Linked DNA regions of Arachis hypogaea: region 1 is linked to region 2. The links are chromatin contacts, called in public Hi-C maps. All regions are on one chromosome and are shown on one strand. The core of a region is the stretch at or near the end of the contact, and the rest is flanking DNA. Distances in the headings are between cores, read along the strand shown.

Region 1 (5,094 bases), core at 1,453-3,952, 33 kb after region 2:
TTTACTTAAGAACACTAATTAATGTGATGATAGGATAATATCTTTTATTTTATCAGGATAAAAATATTTAGGCCTTGAAATAAGTTAAAGATTTTGTGTAATCTTGATATAAATTATTTAAAAAAATTTTAATATTCTAATTATTTAAAAGAATTATTCAAATATATAAAAACTCCATATTTCGTGAAGATATATGTATATATATAATTACAAAATAGGATAAATAAGTGTCACTTTAAGGCTGTATTATTACATAAAAAATATTTTATCTAATCCCTCATGACTTTAAAAATCATAGAAATATAAATATTGGGTTAAATAATATTATAAAATTATTCTTTCAAGCTAAGTACCCACAAACGAAACACATATATAAAACCTTGGCAGCTACTCCAATGAAGATGTTAAAAACATCTTCTTATGATGATCTTTGTTTAAAAAGTGTGACTTATTTGTTTAGCAACATTTTAAATAAAAGTAACATTTTTACTTTAAATAAAAATCAAGCCCTACAACTTATCATCCAATGGTCAAAATGAAGTATCTTCACATGATGACAATTATGAAATCTTCATTGGAGTAGCCACCTAAAACCTTTTCTCATTTTAAGGGTCCATTTCATATCCATCCTTTTATAGTAGTGATGTGACTTCTTTACTTGGTTCCATATGGTTGGTATTAAAGATGCAACTACCTTCAAAATACAAGAAAACAAGTGTATGTATTTTATGATTTTATCCTCTATTTTCTTGTATTAATTAACAACACACAACAAACAAACAACACAAATATACAATTATTTGGCATCAAAACAATCATACACATACTCATTAGCAAATTAATTATTAATTTTAAAAATAATATAAATTTTAACCATTTACATCAAAACATAATATCTTCGTATTTAATTTTAATATACACATAAAATATTTTACATAAATATTTTATATTATCGTTTATTTATATTTATTTTTTTAGATAATTATTTATGCAATTAATATAAAATATAATTATTTATTATTATTATTATTATTATTATTATATGATATTATATAAGAATTTAATTTTATGTATTGTTAATATAAAATAATTTTACATATGTATCTAATTACATAACGATACATTAATAAAAATAACTACTTTTTATATTAACGACATAAATAATTATTTAAAAAAATGAATGTGATTGTACGACTGTGTAAAACTCATTAAATAATTAGATATATATATATAATTATTATATTAAAATTAAATTCATACAAATATAAAAAAATAGAAATATATAGAATATTAGGGATACACATGAAAAAGGAAGAGACATGTTGTACGACAAGGGTGGAGGCGTATCTATCTGTATCAGCGTTGGTTGCTGTCAAATGTAAGAACTAAGAACACGTGTAACAACACAACAAGGAACAATACACTTTAATCTCTTTTTCTGGATTTTCAGTGATGCAATGCATCATAACTTTCCCTATTCAAACTCATTCACCTCATGCAACTTCAAAAGTCACTATATACCATTTTGTTAATGAAAACAAAATAAAAATAAAAGTTACGTGTACATATATATGCATATATTATTTTAGATATTAATAGAATTTTGATGTAACACTCAATTATTAAATTTTATAATATTTTTTAAAATTTTAAAAATTGAACAATAAGTTCTCTACATATTAAGAATATATCATCATGGATTAACAATAGATTCCTCTCGTATTAAAATATAGAATCTCGTCCTAAAATTTTAAAAAATATCGTAAAATCTAATAACTGAATATTACATTAATTTTTTTAGTATTTACAAAAATTAACCGTAAAGATGAGCTGTGTTAGACAGACAGGTAGATATCATTAACAAGTAGAAATGAGGAAAAACACTAAATAGTATTGATATTTGCATTTCTATTTTTCAAAAAATACTTTAATTATCTTTTTATATTAAAATTTTTATATATCTTATCGCTATGGCTATAATTAAATAAATATTTATAACTATTGTTTTCATATTTCTGTGGAAAAAATTAAATGTGATTATGCAAAATTTTCATGTTGTTTCTATTTTTTCAATCAAGTGTTTTATGAACTAAAAAAAATCAATCATTTAATCATTATACATATTATTTTATATATTTTTAATAAAAATAACTCGTTGTAATAAAATAATTAAATGCATCATACAAGAATAATTAACTTTTTTAGACTAATATAATTTTTTTATAAATATGAAATATATAAGAAAATATTATTTTGATTTTTTCTTTAATTATTTTGTTAAGTATGATCTTTCATTATTAAGTGGGACAAAAAAAATCTAAAAGATATTAAATAATAAAAATTACACATGATAAAATAATTAAAAAAATTAAAAGAAATCATTCTCAAATATGTATTAACTAATGGATAAATTTTTTTTAAATATCTATTCAACATGATATATTGTTTTATCAATATTATCACAAAATAATAATAATTCTACGTACAGACTTGTACTATTTTACTAAATTTCGAATAATATATAAAAATAATTTTTAAATCGATATAATATTTATAGATATTACACCTCATTCTAGTAATTCACATTTGCTTTCAATACCCCACCATTCTCTTTTTTTTTTCTTCCTGATTTGGTCCCTTGTATTATTTTGTCACTCCTATTTTCTTTATTGTTGTTATTAATTTCTTTGGCGAATGGCACATGAAATGAATGATTGAATGAAAGCAGTAACAAGAGAAGAGAAGAGAAGAGAAAAGAATGGAAGAGAAGTGAAGTAGTAATGAGTAAATGAAGCATGCTCGTTGGTCGGTTCTATCAATGTTTTTTCTGTCTCTCTCATTTGTTTGTTTGCTTATACAAGCGGCAAAGTTAACTGCTACTCACACCAAAGACCCCCCTTCTCTCTTTCTCTCTCAATTCATTTTCTTTCTCTCTATTTTTTATATTTTTTTTTGTTTTCTCTCTCTAACAAATTCGGTTGAAGCTGCAAGGAAGAGACATCTTCTGCAGCTTTCACTGAGAGCAAGGAATTAGAACAAAAAAAATTCTAAAACTTTGAAGGTTTCATTCAAGCTTTACTCCTCTAGCTGTGATTCTTGTTCACATGATCTAAGAGAGTTCTTTATTACTTCTATAGTTGGTATTTTGAATCTTGTTCAACCATTTTCTGGTGTCTCTTTCAGTGTTTCCAAGCTCATTTTCCCAAATCAAGCTGGTTCTTTCTTCTTTTCTTCTCTCTGTTTCTTCCCAAATTTGTGGACTTTACCCTATTTTAGGTAAAGGGGTTGGCCTATTTTCTTAAAGTTATTATCTTTTCTTTCAAAGAAGTAGGTGAGTGTGTTTGATTCTGAGGATATTTGTGTGATTTCTTGGGAGAATGCTTGATTTGTAGCTGAGGAAAAAAAAAGGAGAAGATGCCTGAAGGGATCATCACAAAAAAGAGGATACATTTCAGCAAACTATATTCATTTTCTTGCTTGAAATCTTCATTTGGAGATGGGCACTCCCAAATCGGTCAGAAAGGGTACTCAAGGATTGTGTATTGCAATGATCCTGATAACCCTGATGCAATTCAGCAGAATTATAGAGGGAACTATGTGTCAACCACAAAGTACACAGCTTTTAATTTCATCCCTAAGTCCCTTTTTGAACAGTTTAGGAGGGTTGCAAATATATATTTTCTTGTTGTTGCTTGTGTTTCATTTAGTCCATTGGCACCTTATACAGCTCTCAGTATTGTTGCACCATTGTTGCTTGTCATTGGAGCTACTATGGCCAAGGAAGCTGTGGAAGATTGGAGGAGGAGAAAGCAGGTAATCTTTTTTTTTCTTTCTATTTTATTATTAATTATTATTTGATTTGATGCACTTTATGCCTTTTTCATCATACACTGCCAATGTCACAAAACTTCTCTTCCAAAAGCTTAGGAATATGAATCGTTTTATATCTAAACCTCACCTTTATGCAAAAGCTCTTTTGAATTGACATATGAAATGTCTATCTAAGCCTTTATGCAAAGCAATTGTCTTTTATCTACATAGAGCTATTTACATTGTTTTGCTTTATGTTTTTTGATTCATAGAATATTCTTTTTCCATTGGTGGCAGAAAGTTTTTGTCTTCCTGACCCCGAGAGATATAATTCAAAGAAACAACATTGTTTCATAATTGTTCTAGAATATAATCTAATGTTGCTTTTTTGCTTTGCTTTATGTTTTACTTAACTTGTTTGCCTTTTCTTTCTTTTTTTTCTCCAGATACTGTTGGTGATATGTTTTCTTAAGGTTTTCCTATCTAACTTTGGTTTATTTCTTCAGGATATAGAGGCAAACAACCGAAAGGTTCTGGTATATGGTAAAAATTATACATTTGTGGAGACTAGATGGAAAAAACTCCGAGTTGGTGATATTGTTAAGGTGTGTAAGGATGAATATTTTCCTGCTGATATTCTTCTGCTTTCGTCAAGCTACGGAGACGGGGTTTGCTATGTCGAGACAATGAATCTCGATGGAGAAACTAATCTAAAGTTAAAGCATGCCTTGGATGCGACGTCTCATCTTCAAGATGAAAAACCTATCCATCCAGAAGTTCAGGGCTATGGTTAAATGTGAGGATCCTAATGAAAACTTATACTCATTTATTGGAAACTTGCACTATGAGGGTAAAGAATATCCTCTTTCCTTGCAGCAGATCCTTTTAAGAGACTCTAAGCTGAAGAACACTGATCATATCTTTGGTGTTGTAATCTTCACCGGACATGATACAAAAGTGATGCAGAATTCTACTGATCCTCCATCCAAGAGAAGCAAAATTGAGAGAAAAATGGATAAGATTATATACATCCTCTTCAGTACCTTGATTTTCATATCCTTTATTGGTTCTGTCTATTTTGGTGTTGAGACTAAAAGGGATACCAGCGGTCGCAGGTATCGAAGATGGTATGTTCGTCCCGACAGTACAACGGTCTTTTATGATCCGAGAAGTGCTACACTTTCTGCTCTTCTCCACTTTTTAACTGCTCTTATGTTGTTTGGATATCTTATTCCTATATCACTTTATGTGTCCATAGAACTTGTGAAAGTTCTTCAGAGTGTT
Region 2 (5,897 bases), core at 2,082-4,581:
TAGCTCTCTTCCTTAATAAACGCTATTTCTAGCTTCTTCTCTAGGCCATTCAGCTCGCCACTTCCATTTACTCCACCTTTTTAAAGATCCTCTATGACTGACTGTAGCTCTTCAAGTTTTCTTCTAAAATTAGTTTTGTGATTAATTTGCCATTAAACTAACCTATGTCTACATCTTTTTAGCCTTTTAGCCAAAGAGTATATTGCTGACCCTTCTACTTCAGAAGTCCAGATTTCCATCACAATTTGCCTAACTTCTCTTTTGCAACACTAACATTCTTGAAATTTAAACATTTTCTTATTGCACCAATTTTGCGGGTCAGTAAGATAAGAGGGGCATGATTTTAGCCTGATTCTAAAAGCATGTTTATTACTGCATACGAGTACGGTGTTATCCAACTCAGCCCCCACTAACTCACAGTTTAGTCTTTCTTTCACCAACTCTGAGTCTTGTCTCCGATTTGTCCACGTGAAAGGTCGATCCACCATTTCAATATCCAATAACTTATTAACATTGATGAAATTATTGAATAATAAGATGGAGGTTGCTAATTTTTTGCCACCACCCTCTTTCTCTGTTTGTCTAGATATAGCATTAAAATCATCCATAATCACCACTCTACACTGGAATTGCTGAATAATAAAAAAGAGCTCATTATACTGAGAGTTTCACATAGTGTCAGAGCAATTTAAGTGAACTACAATGAATTTTCAAACCTCATTTTTGCTTGTAGCATGAACCTCTTCTGTAATAAAGTAGTCATCACTACTCCGTGTGTGAATATTGATAGTATTTTTCCATCCCAAAACTAAACCAACCAACCACCCTCATTAAGTCCACAATATACCAACTCCCATAGCCACACGAACGTAACTTTACTTTCATCTGTCGAGATTGATTCTTTGTCTGAATAATGAAAATAATCTAGAGGAGTAGAACTTGCATATTCATTTAAAATTCTGGATTGTCAAAGATCTTCCTAAACTCCAACAAAAAATTTCATGACACTTTGAGTGTCATTTGAAGACTCGCACCCTTCACCATTAAAATCTGTTAACTATTCCTCTTTTAATCTGGCAATTTTTGGAGACTTATTCATCTCCTTATTCTTCGATCTCCTCTTTGTTTTTTATTGTACTTTTGTCGAGTATGGTCTTTATTTGGTTAGACTTCCATTTTTTGCTTTTTTCAATCTTCAGACACTGCTTAGAATTACTTTGAAGATATGTTTTTTATTAGTCTTAGGAGATGACAATAATTTTCATGTTTTTTTAGGCCTCTCCTCGTGAGTTCGAGACAAGATAATTGCTGGTGTTGCAGTGTTTTTCCTTTGCTTTCTCTCCCTCCACTTTATTCTTCATGTTCATCTCAGCAAACTCCTCCAAAAAAACAACTTGGAATATACTTCTTCCTCATTTTAACACTTAGCTATCATGTTTTTTTTTTCTTTTAATAAACACTACTAGTCATGTGTAACGCGGCTCCACTACTATATATATATTAAGAGTATATAAATTTTTTACACTATTATTTAATTATTTAATAATATACTTACATGACTTTTAAAATAATTGCTACACAGATTGTATAATGTGACAATATTCCTAACTCATCTGAATTTAAGTATTTAATAAAACCATTTTAATTAATCTACTATATTTATCCTAAAATAGTTTTTTCATATAATATTTTTTAATACGTCAGCCTGATGACTAATCCAAAATAGTTTTTCGTTAATGGTGAATTATGCAAAAAAAATAAAAACATATGTGCATTAGTGGGGCCCGTGAACTAAGTAGTTGAATTTATCGGAGGTTTTTCTTGATTTTGTCGGCAATTTTTCGTGTTATTATTATTATTATTATTTTGTCACCAATAATATTAATAACTAATAATGCAAACAAATGGCAATGGCAAGGAACAAGGATCACATGTGAAAGGTTGTGGATACCCTCTCATGTTTGGATCCAATCCTAGCAAACAAAGAAACAATAGGATTTGATATATACTTGACCTTTTTTATTTCAACAATTATTTACATGATGATTTTGGATAAATTATTGTTCATTGAAATTCACATTAAAAAAAAATATGGGTTTAGTCGCACATATTAAATTTATCAATTTTAAAAGATTTTATAAAAAAAGTAATAAGAATTTAAGTTTCTAATATATTTATTAAAATAAAAAAATTAAACTTTAAAATTTATATTAATGACAACTTTAATGGTGTGTAGTTAAATCCAAAAATATTATAATTTTTTTATAAGACTCATTACATTCTACATACAAAATGAAATTTCGTGATTTGCCCAATTATAAACATTAATGTGACAAACTAGTGACAATTTAAATATTTTTTAAATCACCTATGTATGATTAATTAAGTTAATTTGTTGAAATTAGATTCCATAATTTTTGTAACGTTATTAAAATAAAAGTGATAATATCTACTACTTTCACTTTTGTTTTGTGAATATTTTTATGATATTTTATACTGAATAACTAACGTCTTTAAAAAAAAATACATCAGATTAAATTTTTAAGTAAAATGCTTAGCATTAACTTGAAGTTGACCCACAATTATTATCTTGATTATAAAAATAATTTAGAGATTCAATTCAATTATTATGTTTACTTTATATGATATAATAATCTATTTTATATTTTTTTTGAGTAATATATTTTATAGTAAAATTACAAACAAAATCATTAAAAAATCTCCTTCCATAATGCATTTACATTCATAAATTAATTCACTACCTTTTATTTTGAGTGCATGAATCAAGATTCAAGATTTCTTTTTTTTTCCTTTTATTTAGACAAAGGATTATTGTTTTACTTAATATAATTCAAACATAATTAATTTTCCAACAATAAAAATTATTATTAATTAAATAAATTATCATTTTTACTTATGAATATTCATACCGTTAATAAATTTATTTATGAAAAAAAAACGAATGCTAAACTTATAAAAGATGAATTTTGGTTGATAAAAATATCCAAACTTTAAAAAATTATTTAAAATTATTCTAATATTACTAGTTACTAACCTCAAATCTTATTTTTTCTATAATATTTTTCAACTCGACAGATTAAGGACTAAGTCACCATCTGACTAGTAAGCTATTAGCTAACTACTAGAACCAGCCAAGTTTGTTAACTAACCTCAAATCTTACTCCACCCCATTTCCAACCTTTCACAACCATCACTTTTTGGATCATGTGTTTGGGCTTTATTTTTTATTTTTGGTCTGGTGTATGGGCTTTCTTAATCAAAACAGCAGAGCTCAGCAATTGCCCATTCATATGTATGGGATTTCTTGGGTTCCTTTGTACCATCACAAATAGTGGGCCTCAATGAACCTAATTGGGGATAGGCAAAAATATTTATACCAACAAACTGTCGCATTTATTGACTAAAAACACTTCAAAAACCACAAGAGTTTAAGAAAGCCCGCAGGCCAAAAGTTGCACTTTCCTCAAACTCTTCCAAAATTAATTTAAAGGATGAACAAACAAGTAAAGGGCAAGCCCAAAAAACAAATAATAAAAACAACTGAATAGCAAGACCAAAAAGAATTCCAAAAGAAATAAAGTCCCCCGGGCCCGTTAAAAATTTTAGACGTTTGACAAATATCTAATTGTCCCATGAGGCCATGACCAATATATATATAATTGTGAAGTTATCTCCATTTTTCAATGTAATGCTAAAGTAGATGGTTAGGATGTGGCATGATCTCAATGAATTAGAGCCCATTTGGGAAGTAGCAGAAGCTACTTTTTTTAACTTTTGGATTATGAAAAATCATAATCTATGTGTTTGGCACTATTTTAAAAAAACTTTTAACTTCCCAAAAAAGTTAATTCGCAACTTTTTAAAAAAGTAAAAATATATGACTTCTTACTTCTCGAGAAGTCATTCTACCACTTACTTAAAAAAAATTAATTTTAAAATAAAAAAATTTACTTTCCTTCTTGACTCTATGAAAAATACTGACTTTTCATCACTATTTTCACACAAGGTCTGCTAGAAGCACTAGCCTTCCACCATCATTCTCACGCAATGTTCTAAGTCTCACAATTTTTACGTAATGAAACATCTTATGGAAGAATTGATCCTCCACCACATTTTCAGACAATATTATATCTGAACAACTTACTGCATATATTCCTTCTAAATATTTTTTTTATCATTTTATCACTATTTTTTATTATTAAATTTGTATTCAAGTGTGGTATGAAATTTCAGTTTTAATTTTATTTTTTTCATATGTAATTTTATAACTTATTATTATTTTCATAATTAATTATAACAAGTTCTTGACCTTAATAAAGGAGAAGAGAGTTCTAATAGGAATAAAAAAAAAAAAACAGTAATAAAATATACATTGACACACATTTTATATTTATTTTTTATTTTCACCTACCATATCATACACAATATTAGTGATTAGGTTATGTAAAATCAACATTCAATATTGAAAAGTATTTGTTATCATGGTTATTTTAATATTCATTCTCTTTTGTAAAAAAAAAATTATCTTTTGAGTTATTTATCCAAACGCTACAACTTTAAAATAAGTACTTTATAACTAAAAATCCAAATACAAAATAACTTATTTATAAGCTGCTATTAATAAAAATCCTTATGTTTTAAACTCTTTTTTCAAAAGAATTTATTTAAGTTATTTACCCAAACTAAATTTTAGTGTATTTTGATTAAACTTTCATCTTCTTTTAAGGGTCACAATTTATTTTTCAGGGAATTATTTTGGCGATATCAAAATCTTTTATACATCATTTTGATTTATATAAAATTTAATTTTGACATACCGATAGTATATATATATATTCAATTACGTAATATCATGATAGTAAAAAGTAATTATTTTTTATCGTATAAATAATTATCTAAAAAAAATATGATTAGACAAATATATAAAATATTTTATATTATTAATAAACTAAAATTAAACACATATATATTGTGTATTTTTATATTTTATTCCTAAGGCATATTTGTGGAGAGGATAACGAGAATTGAACTAAAAAAATACAACATTCTAGACTTGAACAAAATGTGTCATTCACATAGAATTATATAAATTGTTACCTTATTTAGTTGAGTACATTATTATTTATAATTCAAACGATTTGGATAGTAAAATAAATTATCATCACTTCTTTTAGGTTCGTTTTTTAACATTTTTTATTAACTAAATAAAGTTTAGTTTTTTATTATTTTTATATGATCGGTTGAAATTGAAATAGTAACCTGCTAATAAGATGAGGTGTATATTTTTAAAAATTTTTAAATGGACTGTACATATTATTTTACAAAAAAAAAGCTAAAATGTTTAACATACCACTCTATTTATTATCTCTAATAATATATTATTTAAAAAAAAATATTGCATTCGTTACTTTACGCGAAGCATATTAATATTTGTCATCATCTTATCTTATATTGTATTATATAAAGTGTTAAACACCATCTTAAATTAGTAAAAACCATCGTTAAAAATGTAATTTTAACAACTTTTTATATATATTTTTTATTTTTTTAAGTATGTTATACAAAGTATTTTGAATAAATTATCATTTACATTCACAAAAGATATAAACACTTATAAATGTATTCATATACGAATAAAATGACAATTATACTTACGGAAGATAGTTTTTGTGTGCTAAGAATATCCTATCGAATTAATTGTGTAATCAAAATTCGGGTACTCTTAACACACGGAAGCCATACTCCATAATTATAATTATCATTTTATTTTATATAAATACATTTGTCAGTATCTATATCTTTTATGGTATAAATAGTAATTTATTCAAGTGTTTTATATAAATATGCGTAGGCCTTAATAATACACATGGTAGCAT

The links. A called contact is a pair of places that touch in the nucleus more often than the background predicts.
Region 1: a Hi-C map of leaf shows a contact between it and region 2, with 2.5 times the contacts expected there. The contact joins the promoter of LOC112801969 here to the enhancer-like site in region 2. A contact is called at or near these places in 4 of 8 Hi-C or Micro-C datasets (all in leaf).

Annotation. Positions count from the first base shown.
Region 1 is chr5:93,038,747-93,043,840 of arahy.Tifrunner.gnm2.J5K5, forward strand. It overlaps LOC112801969 (probable phospholipid-transporting ATPase 8), which reads left to right and starts at 2,703. Exons shown (of 12, transcript XM_025844937.3): 1 at 2,703-3,813; 2 at 4,317-4,568; 3 at 4,570-5,094. The coding sequence starts at 3,415.
Region 2 is chr5:93,005,035-93,010,931 of arahy.Tifrunner.gnm2.J5K5, forward strand. No RefSeq gene overlaps it. Among protein-coding and RNA genes, the nearest start is that of LOC112801968, 15 kb to the left of the region's middle. Within about 2 kb of position 3,332, at least 3 of the 3 cell types and tissues checked have open chromatin away from gene starts, as enhancers often do.